Linked DNA regions of Mus musculus: regions 2 and 3 are each linked to region 1. Evidence: chromatin contacts called from public HiChIP or PLAC-seq and promoter capture Hi-C data. All regions are on one chromosome and are shown on one strand. Each heading gives the region's core, a stretch centred on a gene start, on an enhancer-like site or on the middle of the called end of the contact. The rest is flanking DNA. Distances are from core to core; before and after follow the strand shown. Region 1 holds the start of Lmf1 (lipase maturation factor 1). Region 2 holds the start of Ndufb10 (NADH:ubiquinone oxidoreductase subunit B10). Region 3 holds the start of Meiob (meiosis specific with OB domains).

Region 1 (4,631 bases), core at 1,340-3,839:
TTATTTATCTTTGACAGGACCTTGCTATTATGTAGCTCAGGCTGGGCTCAAACTCCAGACTCCCTGCCTCTGCCTTTCAAGTGCAAAGATTATAGGCAACAGGTGCTTTGGACGTATGTATTGTGCTTAAGGAAAGACCTGTAGATCCCATGCTCCTAAGAGGGGTAGCCTCAGAATGCACTGGACTGTATTTAATTACAAGTCTTTCTATAGTAGAAGCAGTGCCAATTCAACATTCAGGTGAACTAGCTGGACAAGTATTATTTTGAAGGGATCTCAGAGAATAGCTCATGGTCCAGTGAGGTCCAGAGCCTTTTAGAAGAAACTACATCTGGGACTGCTGGTTATCCAGCAGCCAGGAATCATGAAACCATGATACAGGAAGATGGGATAAGGAAGCAATAAGGAAGCAAAGCACATTGCACACACACATTGCCCACACACACTAAGCAGCCACTGGAAATATCTGCCTGAGTGAGGAGCTCACAGCCTTTTTGTTTTGTTTTGTTTTGTTGAAACAAGACAGGGTTTCTCTGTATAGCCCTGGCTGTCCTGGAATTCACTCTGTAGACCAGGTTGGCCTCGAACTCAGAAATCCACCTGCCTCTGCCTCCCGAGTGCTGGGATTAAAGGCGTGCACCACCACACCCGGCCTGAGCTCACAGCCTTTTGTGTCAAGCTGAAATGCTAGATCCTATACTGACCAAAGGTGACATTGCCCACCCGAGAGCCCAAGAGCCTATCTGCCAAGTGTCTTCAGCACAAAGCCACCAGGTGCCACTGTACCTTCCAATTCTATCCCTCCTGTAGATTCCCTTCATCTTGCTCTGAGTGTGTCAGTACCAACGTTCCCAGAATTCCTTAGTATTGCATGGGATAAAACAGCACAAGCCTAGATAGTTTTTTCCACCCGCTTTAGAGAGAATAAGTGGAAACTCAGGCAGGCAAACACACGGGACCGTTTGGTTAAGAACTCCAGTTCTCCAATGCACCCGGAAGTAGCCAGTCCGTCACACAAAAATGCACATGAGCCTGACTCTCCACATGAGAGCCACATGGACACAGCCCAAAGTCTAAGATGACTCTTCTGAAAGATGCCGAAGGTACACCATGCACGAGCCTGGCATGTCCTGGGCCCTGGGGCTTACTTAGCACTCAGTTTTGCCTTCCTTACTAAAAGGCTGGGCCATGGCCACCAGTGTCCACATAGTCACTGGGCCACCCCCTAGGTATTAGGAATTAGGGTGAGGATTTGGAACCCACAGTTACTCCCACCAGACAGATGTCCACAGGTTTTAAGCCTGAGCTCCGTCTCATGGCCACAGGCAGGGCAGGCCCAGTGTGAGTAGACAGGCGCTCAGCCTCAGCTGGGGGTTCAGGTGTCACTATAGTGAGTTGTTTGGAACTGGTTCTATATGACATCTCCTGGCCCACTACTGTGGGTAGCAATAACAGGCCAGGAGCTGAGGGGACATCAGTGCCCAGTGTAGTGGTCCACACCTTTAATCCCAGCACTCTGGAGGCAGAGGCAGGCAGATCTCTGTGAGGAGTTCAAGACCAGCCTGGTCTACAGAACAAGTTCCAGGGCAGCCAGGACTATGCAGAGCAACCCTGTTTTAAAAAACAAACAAACAGTAACCAAACCAACAACAACAAAAACCAAAACCAAAAAGCGGTGTGTATGGGGGACACCAGCCTGCCTGCCTGCCAGTACCTTTGATTCCGCTTTTCCTGAAGTGAAGGAGGCTAAGACTCTTTAGGCTCAGGTAGGTATGGGATGCTGCAGTGGACTGTAAAGGTCTGCAGAGCCTAAGCAGAACCTTGGAGTCCTTCCAGAGCTGACCTGGTTGAACCTCACTTCTTGCCTACCAGTGAAATCTGGCTAGATCCTTGGGCCCTCTGCCGGGTGCCCTTCCAAGCAGGTCAGGTTGGAGCTGTTGCACAACCTTTGGGTCCAGTGGGGGACCCACTGAGAGAAGGCAAAAGGGGCGAGGCTAGGTCTAAGTTGCAGGCTAAAGACCGTCATCTCCCCTAGGGCTTCGGAACAGGAATAGAATTAGCATCGTCTCGCCATTCCCAGGGTGCAGGCAGAGGGAGTGCATGGGGACTGCCTTCGCCTCTTACACGTGCTAAGTGGGGCTGTGGAGAGGCAGGGGTTGGGGTGGGGTCCCAGGAACACGCCGAGGAGGGACCTGACATAAAGTTTAAGCAGCCACTGAGTGGGAGGTGAGAAGGCGGGGTCCGGAAGCTCACAGAAGGGCAGAATGGTTTTAGTGCAGGATCCTTGAAGCCTATAGAGGGACAAACGGGAGTCCGGAAGCAATTAGGGTTTGGGACCAGGTCACAGGATGCCGGCAACAGCCCGCTCCCACCGGACACTCACAGTAAATGAAAGCGAGGGCCCGCAGGAGCACGATTCTAGTCAGCCAGAAGGTGCCCGTGTGCAGCCGAGCTGGAGAATCTGCGGGATCTCTAGCCAGAGAAGGTTGCGACGCTGGACTGTGCTCCGCACCCCCGACCTTCCGTTTTCTCAGCGACCCCTCGGGCGCAGCCATTACTAGGCTGTCTGGGCGCATGAGCACAAAGGGCGGTGCGCGCGGAGGCCACGCCCACAAGCCCGAAAGCCACACAAGCTCCCCTGGATGACACGCGGACCTCTTGCAGCCAAGGCCCACGCGCCACGCCCTCTCTGGGCGGTCTCTCCTAGCGGTGGGCGTCTCCGTGGTGGCTTCAGTATTTGCAGAGAGTGAAGCGACAGGGGAAGGAGCTAGTGACGGCAGGCCGTGTCCTGGGTGCGAATGTGCAGGGAAGGCCAGGCCTGTGGCCGTGGCAGAGCAGGGTTTTCATCCTGTATTCCTCTGCTGCCCGCTGCCCAGGAAGGCGCAGATTATACTATAGGACAACTGACAGGAAGAAACCTGAAATTTGCCCTGGAACCTCCTGCTTTCTCTTCTTCCTAAATCTCCTTGTCTGTGGTCCCCAGAGACCTCAGTATACAGGTGGCACCTCTATGAAGATCTAGGACCGTGTTCAAGCTATTTATGGGGCCACTGGACCATCAAGGACTCAGATTTACCCACCAGTAGCATGCGCAGAATCCCAAGGAGACACACCTTAAATGCTGCTTTTATATTTGACTTTATATTTAATAGCTCAGACTGGCCTTGAGCTATAAAGCCCAGAATGACAGCAAAGAAATTGTCCTCATGAGCTGCCTCCCTCGATGCTGGTATTACATGCCACTTGCCTGATAGCAATTCTGCTTTTTCGTGTTAGGTGCCACTCCAGCACTGCCCACAAATGATACTAGAAAGGCGTTCTGCAGCAGAGAAAAGGAGGGTCACTGGTTGTTGTTTGTTTGTTTGTTTGTTTGTTTTTTAACAACTTATCCTTAGCATCTCCTTTTTGTGATTGCTGCTTTGACATATAAGTTACCAATGCTGCATGGTTAAACATGGCATCAACAGCCAGAGTGGTTATAATGCCAACTACAGGGCTCTCTGGAACAAGGGTTTTTTTCCATCCATCTTTCAGAGCTTTCTATGTATTAAAGATCTTGTGCCTTTCTGAATTATCACTGGTTGGTTTTTTTTTTTTTTTTTTTTTGCAACTTATCCTTAGCATCTCCTTTTTGTGATTGCTGCTTTGACATATAAATGACCAATGCTTGCATGGTTAAACAACCCATTAATATTTATACCTCTACACCAGCAGTGAGCCTTTTGTGGGTAAGGACTGGTGTGCTGTTGCTGGGACTCTTCCCGGCCTCCAGGCTTCCTGATACTAGAGTGCTAGCATAGAAATACAGCCTACAACGTGCTTTGGGTATTTTTTTTTTAAGTTTCCTTTTCTTTTTCTTCAGAAGCACTCCCTTGGGAGCCCAGCTGAGAGTATGCCCCATTACAGATGTTGTGATAGGTAATACAAATACTTCCCACCTGCCAGGCTTCCTACAGGCCAGCATCTGCCCAAGGTCTCAAGAATTTAGAGACTGAAGGAACTGTGTATCCTGCATCCAGATCTTTCAGTAGGAACCCTTAGCCCTGCCTCTCCTCACTGGCATATGCCAGGCATGGGATGGGCCAGCAGAGACCTTTGGGGGGGGCAGCTTTAGTCGGCACAACTTCCTCAAATTATTTCTGGAAGCCAGAGCTATGCAGGGAATAGAAGGAGAGGAAGGACCGCTCTGCCATCAGGTGTGACCCTGGGTGCTGTGGCTCAGGTGGGGACCATCCTCACAAAGAGCCCTTTGTCCTCAGCTTCCCCTTGCAGTGGTAACATTGTCCTCCCTGCAGAAGGGCACAATGGGGCATTGTGAAGAGCATAAAGTGGACCTCTTGTTCCAGCATCCAGCGCCCAGCTGGGGCTGGGACTCAGCTCTAGCGTCCCTCTTGGATTTGCCCACGGTGGGCGAGGACAGCAGAAGGGGTCTGCAGGAAATTTGGGTCCTCAGTGGCTGGAGGTTCTTGCCCCTGGCCTGCCTTTCTGGGATGCCATCTGGAACCAGCTTTCAAGCAGGTCACACAGGGCAGGGTTGAGCCAAGAAGAGGTTATCGTGCTTGCCTGTTTCTGCCCGAGTTTAATACAAAGTACAGTGGGAAGCTGGGTATGGTGGTGCATACCTGTGATCC
Region 2 (4,631 bases), core at 1,597-4,096, 850 kb after region 1:
TAAAAAATTTAAAGGCATCAAAATCAAAAGCAACTGGAGGAAAGCATTTATTTGGTTTACACATCCTGATCACAGTCTATCACCAAGGCAAAACTCAAGGCAAACACTTGAAGGGAGAAACTGAAGTAAAGCCAGGTGGTGGTGGCACACGTCTTTAATCCCAGCACTGAGGACACAGAGGCAGGTGGATGTTTGCAAGTTCCAGGACAACCAGAGCTACACAAAGAATCCCTGTCTTAGAGAGAGAGAGAGAGAGAGAGAGAGAGAGAGAGAGAGAGAGAGAGAGAGAGAGAGAGGAAGGAAGAAGAGCTAAGAGTGTGGCTCAGTTCATAGAATCCTTGCCTAGTGTGCACAGAGCTGCCCTGGCTTTAATCTTCAGCACAGCATAAACCAAACATGGTAACACACAACTATAATCCCAACACTTGCATTTGGGACGTGGAGGCAGGAAGATCAGAAATTCAAAACCATCCTCAGCTATATACCAAGTTACAGGTCAGCATGTGATACATAAGACCCTGACACAAACAAAGAAACAAAGAAACATAAAAACATATTCATACAAGAACCTGTTCTGGCAAGTTGGGGTTTTTTTTTTTGTTGTTGTTGTTGTTTTGGTTTTTTTGTTTTTTATCAAAAAAGAAACCTTGACAGAAGCCAGGGTCATTTGGGAAGAGGGAACCTCAATTGAGAAAATGTCCCCAATCAGATTGGCCTATAGATCGCTTCTTGGCTTTTTGGCTAAGATCAAGTGCAGATTGGCCTATAGATAAGCCTGTAACACATTTTCTTGATTAATGACTGATGTGGGAGGGCCCAGCCCACTGTGGGTGGGGCCGGGTTCTGTAAGAAAGCAAGCTGAATCAGCCCTGAAGAACAAGCCAGTGAGCAGCACCCCTCCATGGCCTCTACTTCACTATCTTTTCTTTGTCTTCTTGTTTTTTGTTTTGTTTTTGTTTGTTTCATTGGTTGTTTTTTTTGTTTGTTTTGTTTTTGAGACAGGGTTTCTTTGTGTAGCCTTGGCTGTATTGGAAGTGTAGACCAGACTCACAGATATCTGCCTGGCTCTGCCTCCCAAGTGCTGGAATTAAAAGTGGGTACCAGAGCTGAAGAGATGGCTCAGCGGTTAAGAGCACTGGCTGCTCTTCCAGAGGTCCCGAGTTCAATTCTCGGCAACCACATAGTGGCTCACAACCATCTAATGGGATCTGATGCCCTCTTCTGGTGTATCTGAAGACAGCTACAGTGTACTCATATATAATAAATAAATAAATCTTTAAAAGCTGGTACCACTACCATCAGACTTTTTCCTTTTTTTTTTAATTAAAGATTTTATTTTATTTATGTGTATGTGTGTTTTGCCTCTGTGTATGTCTGTGTACCACTTGTGTGCCTAGGGTTCTTGAAGGCCAGAAGAGGGCATCAGATCCCATGGAACTGGAGTTGCAGACAGTTATGAACCACTATATGAGCAGTAGGCATCAAACCCAGGACCTCTTGAAGACCACTTAACTGCTAAACCATTTTTCCAACCCTTTCTTTTTCTTTTGAGAAAAGGTCTCAGCAGGAAGTGGTGGCTCATGCCTTTAATTCCAGCTCTCAGGAGGCAGAGGCAGGGAGATTTCTGAGTTCCAGGCCAGTCTGGTCAACAGAGTGAGTTCCAGGACAGCCAGGGGTATATAGAGAAACCCTGTGAAAGAAAGAAAGAAAGAAAGAAAGAAAGAAAGAAAGAAAGAAAGAAAGAAAGAAAGAAAGAAAGAAAGAAAGAAAGAAAGAAAGAAAGAAGGAAAGAAAGAAAGAAAGAAAGAAAGAAAGAAAAAAGAAAAAAGGTCTCATATTATAACCCATCTGGCCTTGAACTCATGGCAATCCTGTCCTTGGCCACCAAAATACTAGGCTTATAGGCCTGAAACTACATATCTGGCTCCCCAAACTGATCTTGAACTCCTGGATTCCAATGATTGTCCCAGCTCAGCCCCTTATGTAGGTCCAAATACAGATTTGTGCCACTATGCCCATGTGTCTTTTTAGGTTTTTGTTTTTGGCTTGTTGAGACAGCGTTTCTCGAACTCAGAGACCCACCTGCTTCTGCTCCCAAGTGCTGGGATCAAAGGCTTGCACATTATTTATTACACAATCAAAATTCTGTAGTTGTAAAATTACTGACTCCATTAGGTTTAAAATGTTCCTTGGGGATAGTGGTTTTACACTACATGCTAAGATTCTATGCTACCAAAATGATAAGATTTGTGGGTCTGACTTAGGTGTCACAACTGATGTCTATATTAGACTAGATTATGATAAATCTCTACAGCTAATAGCTGTTTCTTAGCCCCTAACTCTGGCAGGAGGTGACCAGCACCTAGATGACACATAAGTGAGGATTTCCAGGTTGCAAAACCAGGTTTTAAACACATAAACTCAAGAGTTTTGGCAGTGCAGTCCTGGACAGTGAACAATTCAGGACACAAGTGCTCAGGACCAGAACCACCAGAAGCAGGGCGAAGCACTGTGCCTAGGGTGGCGGACCCTTTTCCTCCAAGGATTGCATCTTCAGAGAAGTCCCGAGGTTCACTGGGACCCACCAGCCCCAGGGAACCTAGGCAGAGTCTAGAGCAGTTGTTGACTGGTGTGTGTACTCTTCCAAGCCATGTTCACCATATTCCCTGCTATCTTAGCTGGTAGGTCAGGGCAAAGCATTTCCAGCCATTTGGTGATCTTTGTCCAACTAAAAACAGGATGCCTCAGAGCGCTGGGGACCACAAGGGGGTGCTCGAGAGGCGAACCACTATCCCATGGTGCCTCGCGGCTGCCCACTACGCAGGCGCAGCTGTCACCTTTCTGCGCAGGCGTAGAGGTCCCGCGTCCTTAGCGGGCCCAGCGGATCCGGACGTGGAGCGAGTAGAAGGTCGGTGGGGAGAGTTTGCTTAAGCCATGCCAGATTCTTGGGACAAGGATGTGTACCCGGAGCCCCCGAGCCGCACGCCTGCTCCCTCGCCGCAGACCTCGCTCCCTAACCCCATCACCTACTTGACGAAGGCCTACGACCTCGTCGTGGACTGGCCCGTGACCCTCGTGAGAGGTACAGGGTCTAGAATTTCGCCCGCTTAGTGGAGATCCCCCCTACCCCGCGGATCCCACATCCAGTTTCCGCCCCCTGAAACCACCACCCGCTGCATGCCGCTGTCCCGCACCCTGAATCGTCTCAATCTCCCCCAGTGCATCTAAGATACCCTCTACCTTTTATCTGAGACGCCCCGGTGCTGTCACTCCAGATCACTTCCCACGCCCTCCCGTCTACCCTGCTGCACCGCAGGATAGTCCACTTCTTTCCGGGACTACCCTGTCTATAATCCTTTCTGTCTTCAGCAGAACCCCAACTAACCTTTCGTCGACCCCGGTCGTTCTTTTAAGCGGTGGAGGTTGGAATCCGGGAGGTTGTGGTGCATGCCTTTAATCCCAGCACTGGGGAGGCAGAGGCTGGTGAATCTCTGGGTTTGAGGCCAGCCTGGTACAAAAGTACCAAAAACAGGAATCTAACCCACCTGCAAGGAGCTTTCCTTGTTGTACACAAGTAGCCAGTCAATAAGCCCTTGTTGAAATGGACCGTTTGTATCCGTCTGCATGACCAGGGTGGTAATTTTGTTCTCTTTGGACCACAGTTTAACCTGGCAAAGCCGTGTTTTAAATGTCTATCCCTGGTCCCAGAGAACGATCCACTCAACCTGTTTGCCAGAACGGTGGGCAGCAGCTGGATCAGGCTGGGCTTAAGCAAAGCAGCTCATTTATCCAGCATTAGGGGTGCACAGCATGCTTAAGATTTTTTTTTTCCTTAGTGTTGAGGGTCCGGTTGTGGTGGCTTCTTTGTGAGACAGCATCTCCAATGTTATACAGGACAACAAACATAGCAAATATCTTTATCAGCTGCTCAGTAGCTTGGGTTAGACACTTGTCACTGTCCCTGGCTTACAGGTGGTCCTTGGGTTAGAAAGATGGTTTTCAAGCCAGTCCCAAGTGCATTATTGCAGTAAGGTCAACTACATTTTTGGGTAGCATCTTAGAAATGTCTGTGTCTGGAACTCTGCTGTGTAATTTGCCATTGGGTCTTGCTTGAGTTCCTAATAGAGCCTCCTTGCCTATTCAACTCCACCCCACCCCATGGGTAGTTGGGCTCAATTGTGGGGTCTGTAAAAGCTTGGGACTTTATTTTGTATTTTTGGGTTTGGTTTTATTTTTATTTTACTATTTTTTTTTTTTTTTTTTGGTTTTCTCGAGACAGGGTTTCTCTGTGTATCCCTGGCTGTCTTGGAACTCTTTGAAGACCAGGCTGCCCTCGAACTCAGAAATCTGCCTGCCTCTGCCTCTGCTGGGATTAAAGGCGTGCGCTACCACGCCCGGCCAGTTTGGGACTACAGACCCTTCGCCTCAAGCTGCTTCAGCTGACAGGCCAAGGTTCAAGGTGTTCTCTTCCGCAGAGTTTATTGAACGACAGCATGCCAAGAACCGAACCTACTACTACCACCGACAGTACCGTCGAGTGCCAGACATCACAGAATGCAAAGAGGGTGATGTTCTGTGTATCTATGAGGCTGAGATGCAGTGGAGAAGGGACTTGTACGTAAGCAGCAGGG
Region 3 (4,631 bases), core at 877-3,376, 770 kb after region 1:
TATTTCTATACAGGGTATCTTTGCAACCTCTCACCACAAACCACAAGTTTTGTAACAATGTTTTATAAGACTAGGATTTGTTTCTCTTAGTGCAACAAGTCTCCTTTCTTCCAAACACTCTTGAGTTGTCCATTAGAAAGCTGACCTCCTGGCTACCACACTGGGGAAAGTGTTAGTAACTTTCTATGGTAGTACCTAGCACTGCTTTTGTCAAAAAAATAAATAAATAAAAATTTTAAACATAAAAATTTAGGGGGTGGTCAATAAGATGGCTCACTGAGTAAGGGCTCTTGCTACCAAGACTGGCAACCTGAATCTGATCACCAGAAATCACATGATGCAAGGAGAGAGTCCACTCCCAAAACTTGTCCTCTGACCTCTACACATCCATCGTGGCACCTGACATCTTTACATCATCATCATGTGCGGTATGTATAGTTTATATGCACATGTGTGTACATGAATGTACACAAAGGCCAGAGGAAGAAGCCAGTTCTATTTCTCTTTGCCTTATTTCTTTGAAACAGAGCCTCTCACTGAAACTAAAGCCAGACGGACTGAAGGCTAGCAAGTACCAGTGATCTCTTATCTCCAACCCCCACAAGTGCAGTCATGCCTCACTTTTATGTGGGTGCTAGGATCCAAATTCATCACATCTGCATCCCTTTGTTCTAAGCACTCATCCCTTGAGTCATCTTTCCATTCCCACTCAGTATTTTAACATGTTTCTGATTATTCCAACTGTGTGTCATTCTGGAAAAGGCAAAATCCTGGATATAATGAAAAGAACAGTGGTAACCAGGGGGTGTTATAGGTAGAAGTAAGGGGAAACAAGTGGGACATGAGGTCAGGGAAAGTAATCTGTAGGAATATATGTATTATATATGTTTTACTCATTTTATATAGATGTTTTAACATATATATAACATATTATATATGTATATATATTTTACATACTCTATCCTCCTGGATCCTATATGATATACATACATACTGCATGTAGGCTTCTGATATATCCTGTCCCTATCCTTGAGAACTGACAGGCTCCCTTCCTCCTTAAAACCTCTCTTCCAGCTAGATATGGTGACATATACCTGCAATCTCAGCATTTGGAAAGTGAAGGTAGGAGAATCAAGAGTTCAAGGCTAACCTCAGCTACATAGTGAATTTTTGAAGCCACCCTGGGCTACCTGAGACCCTGTCTCGAGAAGGGAGGGATGGAGGAAGGATTTGAAAGGAAAGAAAGAACCAGACAATTCCGGGAAGATGAAAAGGAAGGAGGAAAGGAGAAAGAAAGGAAGAGAAAGGTAAGCAGGGAGAGGAGAAAGAGAACATTTTTCTCCATTTCCTCTGATGCTTGGAGTGGTGCTGGCTTGTAATCCAAACACAGGAGGCAGAGGCAGGTGAATCACAAGTTCAAGGTTAACCTGAGCTACGTAGGGAGAGCCTGTTTCAACAAACAAACAAACAACTAAAAAGGCCTGTCTCTGGAATTTTGTTTGTTTTGTTTTTCGAAACAAGGATTCTCTGTGTTGCTCTGGCGGCCCTGGAACTCGCTGATTTGGAACTCCACGATCTGCCTGCCTTTGCCTCCCCTCTTGCATGCCTGGGGTTAAAGGAGTGCACCAACCACCCCTGCCTGCCTACGGGATTCATTCTTGTCCTGGGGAGCCTGACAGGGTGAGGATGTGGAGGGTAAGCAACTCCATGGGAGCCATCTGCCGGAATGGAACCTGACAGTACGGCTCTGACCTCGAGAGACACGCTGACCTGGGACACTAACAACCTGGGACCGTGACAGCGAGAAACCTGACAGGAAATGGACGGGCTGGGAGGGAGCTGACAGGAGTGGACAGGCAGGGTAGAACCTGACAAGAAGCAACCGGGCAGGGCAGAAGAGACACGAATGAGTGAGTCTTGACTGGAAGGGACCTGACAGACCGAGGGCCGCGCGCACCGCGGAGAACCTTGGGGACGTCGGCGCGTGCGACCCCGCGCGAGTTTCCCCTCAGCTCAGGCACCAGCTCTCAGAACCGGAGCGCGGTCCCGCGCCGCCGGCCGGATGCCGAAACAGGCAGTCTGGGTCGCGGCTCACCGGATACTTCCGGGCCCGCTAGGTGACCCACGGGGTTCCACCTGACGCCGGTCACGCTCTAGGCCTTCCCACAGCCCGGTGGGCGAACCGCCTGGAGTCCCCGACCGTTAGCTCGAGCCCCGCCCCCTCCGCCCCCTACTGACCGCGCCCCCACTGACTCCGCCCCCAGCGCTTGTGGACTCCGCCCCTATGGCCGCGGGTCTCACGCACGTGTTCACGGTTAGGGGAGAGGCACTACCCATTCCTTGGACTGGAGAACTTTGTTAAGGACTCAGGTGGTGGAGGCCAAGTCGGCCGTAGGTACTGACCCAGAAAAGCCAATTTCGGGGTCACTCGAAGACAGGAGCGGCGACCACGCACCGCACAGGAGCTAGTGAAAGGGGGAAGTCGCTAAGGAAGCAGGCTAGGCATTTGCCGCAGTTCTCTGGTTGGGATCCTGACTAGGGTCTCAGGCTGTCCCCACTGAGCAACCCTCATAAATGTCTTATAATTGCACACGTCTCCGAGAAAGCACAAAGTTACCTTAAGTGAAATATTCTTAATTTAGAGCAGAAAGTGAACTGAAGGAAGACACGGATATAAAAACCGATAGGGTTGTGGAAGAGGAAATGGCCAGATGCTCTTATTAAAGGAGTTTCCCTGGTTTTACCACATACCATATATATCAGGAGGTACACATATAATATTATGTAAAATAATACTATTTGAAAATACCACAGTATTATATAAAATAGATAATACTATTTGGGGGCAGGGACGTTAAGACGGGGTCTTATGATGTCGTTCTGGCCGTCCTGGAACTCACTATGTAGACCAGGCTGACCTTGAACTCTCAGAGGCCTCTGCCTTGGAAGTTCTGTGATTAAAGACATGAGCCATTATGCTGAGCTTAAAATAGATAATACTAATTTTTTTGTTGCTTTTGTTTTTTTAAGACAGGGTTTTCAGGAGGAGGTGGTGGTACATGCCTTTGATCTCAGCACTTGGGAGGCAGAAGCCGGTGGATCTCTGAGTTCAAGGCTAGCCTGGTCTACAGAGTGAGTTCCAGGACAGCCAGGGCTACACAGAGAAACCCTGACTCAAAACAACAAAAAAGACAGGGTTTCTCTGTGTAACAGCCCTTGTTGTCCTAGAACTTACTTTGTAAACCAGGCTGGTCTAGAACTTCAGAGATTGAAGTAGGAGAATCATGTGTTTCAGGATCATGAGTAGCTCAGCTCATGAAGACCTAAAAAAAAAGAAAAAAGGCCAAGTTGGACTATCTAGAACCTGTCTCAAACAAACAAAATTACTACCATATAAAAATCTTACTCTGACTTTCATTAATGAAGTACTTATTGAAATAAGTAAGTTAAGGTCCTATCACTAAATCTATTAAATTTGTCAACATTTAGTATTATTTAATTTTTTTTTCGGTTTCTCTGACAAATATTAAGCAGCCATATGTTAACATATATTACAAAAGAAAACTGCATGTAAGCCAGGAGTGATAGCACATGCCCTCAATCCCAGTTTTAAGGAGGCAGACGCAAGCAGATCTCTGAGTTTGAGGCCAATCTGGTCTACATAGAGAGTTCCAGACCACCCAGGCTACACAGTGAGACCCTGTCGAAAACTAAATTCAAATTTAAAAACACCATTAGTGCCTGGAGAGATAGCTCAGCCGTTAAGAACACTTGTTACAGAGGGCCCAAGTTCAATTCCAGGCACCCATATGGTAGCTCACAGCCATCCATAACTCTAGTTCCAGAGAATCCAAAGTCCTCTTCTGACTTCTGCTGGCACCAGGCATGCAGTGTGCATACATGCATGTGGAGAAAGCATTTACACACACACACACACACACAAAAACAAGAGTACAAAAACACCATTAGAGTCGTTTCCTTCCATCATCAAAATTAATTTTTATTTTTCATTTAAAAAATTCTCGGCCGGGCATGGTGGCACACGCCTTTAATCCCAGCACTCGGGATGGCAGAGGCAGGCGGATTTCTGAGTTCGAGGCCAGCCTGGTCTACAAAGTGAGCTCCAGGACAGCCAGGGCTATACAGAGAAACCCTGTCTCAAAAAAACAAAAAAAAAAAAAATCTCAAACGATAATGGAAGGCAGAATGAATGAAGTACTTCTCACCACTTCAAACTTAATAATAGAAAAATAACTTTAAGCAGAGTTAGTCTCCTGGGCCAGTGAAATGCCTCAGTGGGTAGAAACATTTGCTGTGCAAGTGTAGTCGTCTGAGTTGAATCGCTGGAGCCCACACGGTAGAAGTTGAGAACTGACTCTCGCAAGTCAAGTAGTCCTCTGACCTTCACACACATGCTGTGCGCGGTGCTGTAATATGTACACACATATACCATACATACATACATACATACACATACATGTAAAAATTCTTCCTATATTTGTTCCAGTTTCTCTCTTTTATTATTTATTTATGTATTGTTTTGTTTTGATTTTGAACCAGGTTTTCATGTAGCCTAGCCTGGCTTCAACTCACTATGTAACCTAGAATGACCTTGAACCTCTGATCCTTCT

What was found. HiChIP or PLAC-seq counts read pairs in DNA pulled down with a chosen protein or histone mark. Capture Hi-C pulls out chosen DNA fragments and counts their contacts.
Region 2: a promoter capture Hi-C map of liver shows a contact between it and region 1, with 2.4 times the contacts expected there. The contact joins the promoter of Ndufb10 here to the promoter of Lmf1 in region 1. A contact is called at or near these places in 2 of 115 datasets of contacts at active chromatin or transcription factors (embryonic stem cells and pancreatic cancer cells) and 2 of 9 other capture datasets (adipose tissue and liver).
Region 3: a contact with region 1 is called in an H3K27ac HiChIP or PLAC-seq map of embryonic stem cells, with 2.4 times the contacts expected there. The contact joins the promoter of Meiob here to the promoter of Lmf1 in region 1. A contact is called at or near these places in 2 of 115 datasets of contacts at active chromatin or transcription factors (bone marrow-derived macrophages and embryonic stem cells).

Annotation. Positions count from the first base shown.
Region 1 is chr17:25,577,132-25,581,762 of GRCm38.p6, reverse strand. Lmf1 (lipase maturation factor 1) reads right to left here and starts at 2,589. Exons shown (of 11, transcript NM_029624.4): 1 at 2,384-2,589. The coding sequence starts at 2,576.
Region 2 is chr17:24,722,638-24,727,268 of GRCm38.p6, reverse strand. Ndufb10 (NADH:ubiquinone oxidoreductase subunit B10) reads left to right here and starts at 2,846. Exons shown (of 4, transcript NM_026684.3): 1 at 2,846-3,082; 2 at 4,476-4,614. The coding sequence starts at 2,935.
Region 3 is chr17:24,801,877-24,806,507 of GRCm38.p6, reverse strand. It overlaps Meiob (meiosis specific with OB domains), which reads right to left and starts at 2,126. Exons shown (of 14, transcript NM_029197.1): 1 at 2,096-2,126.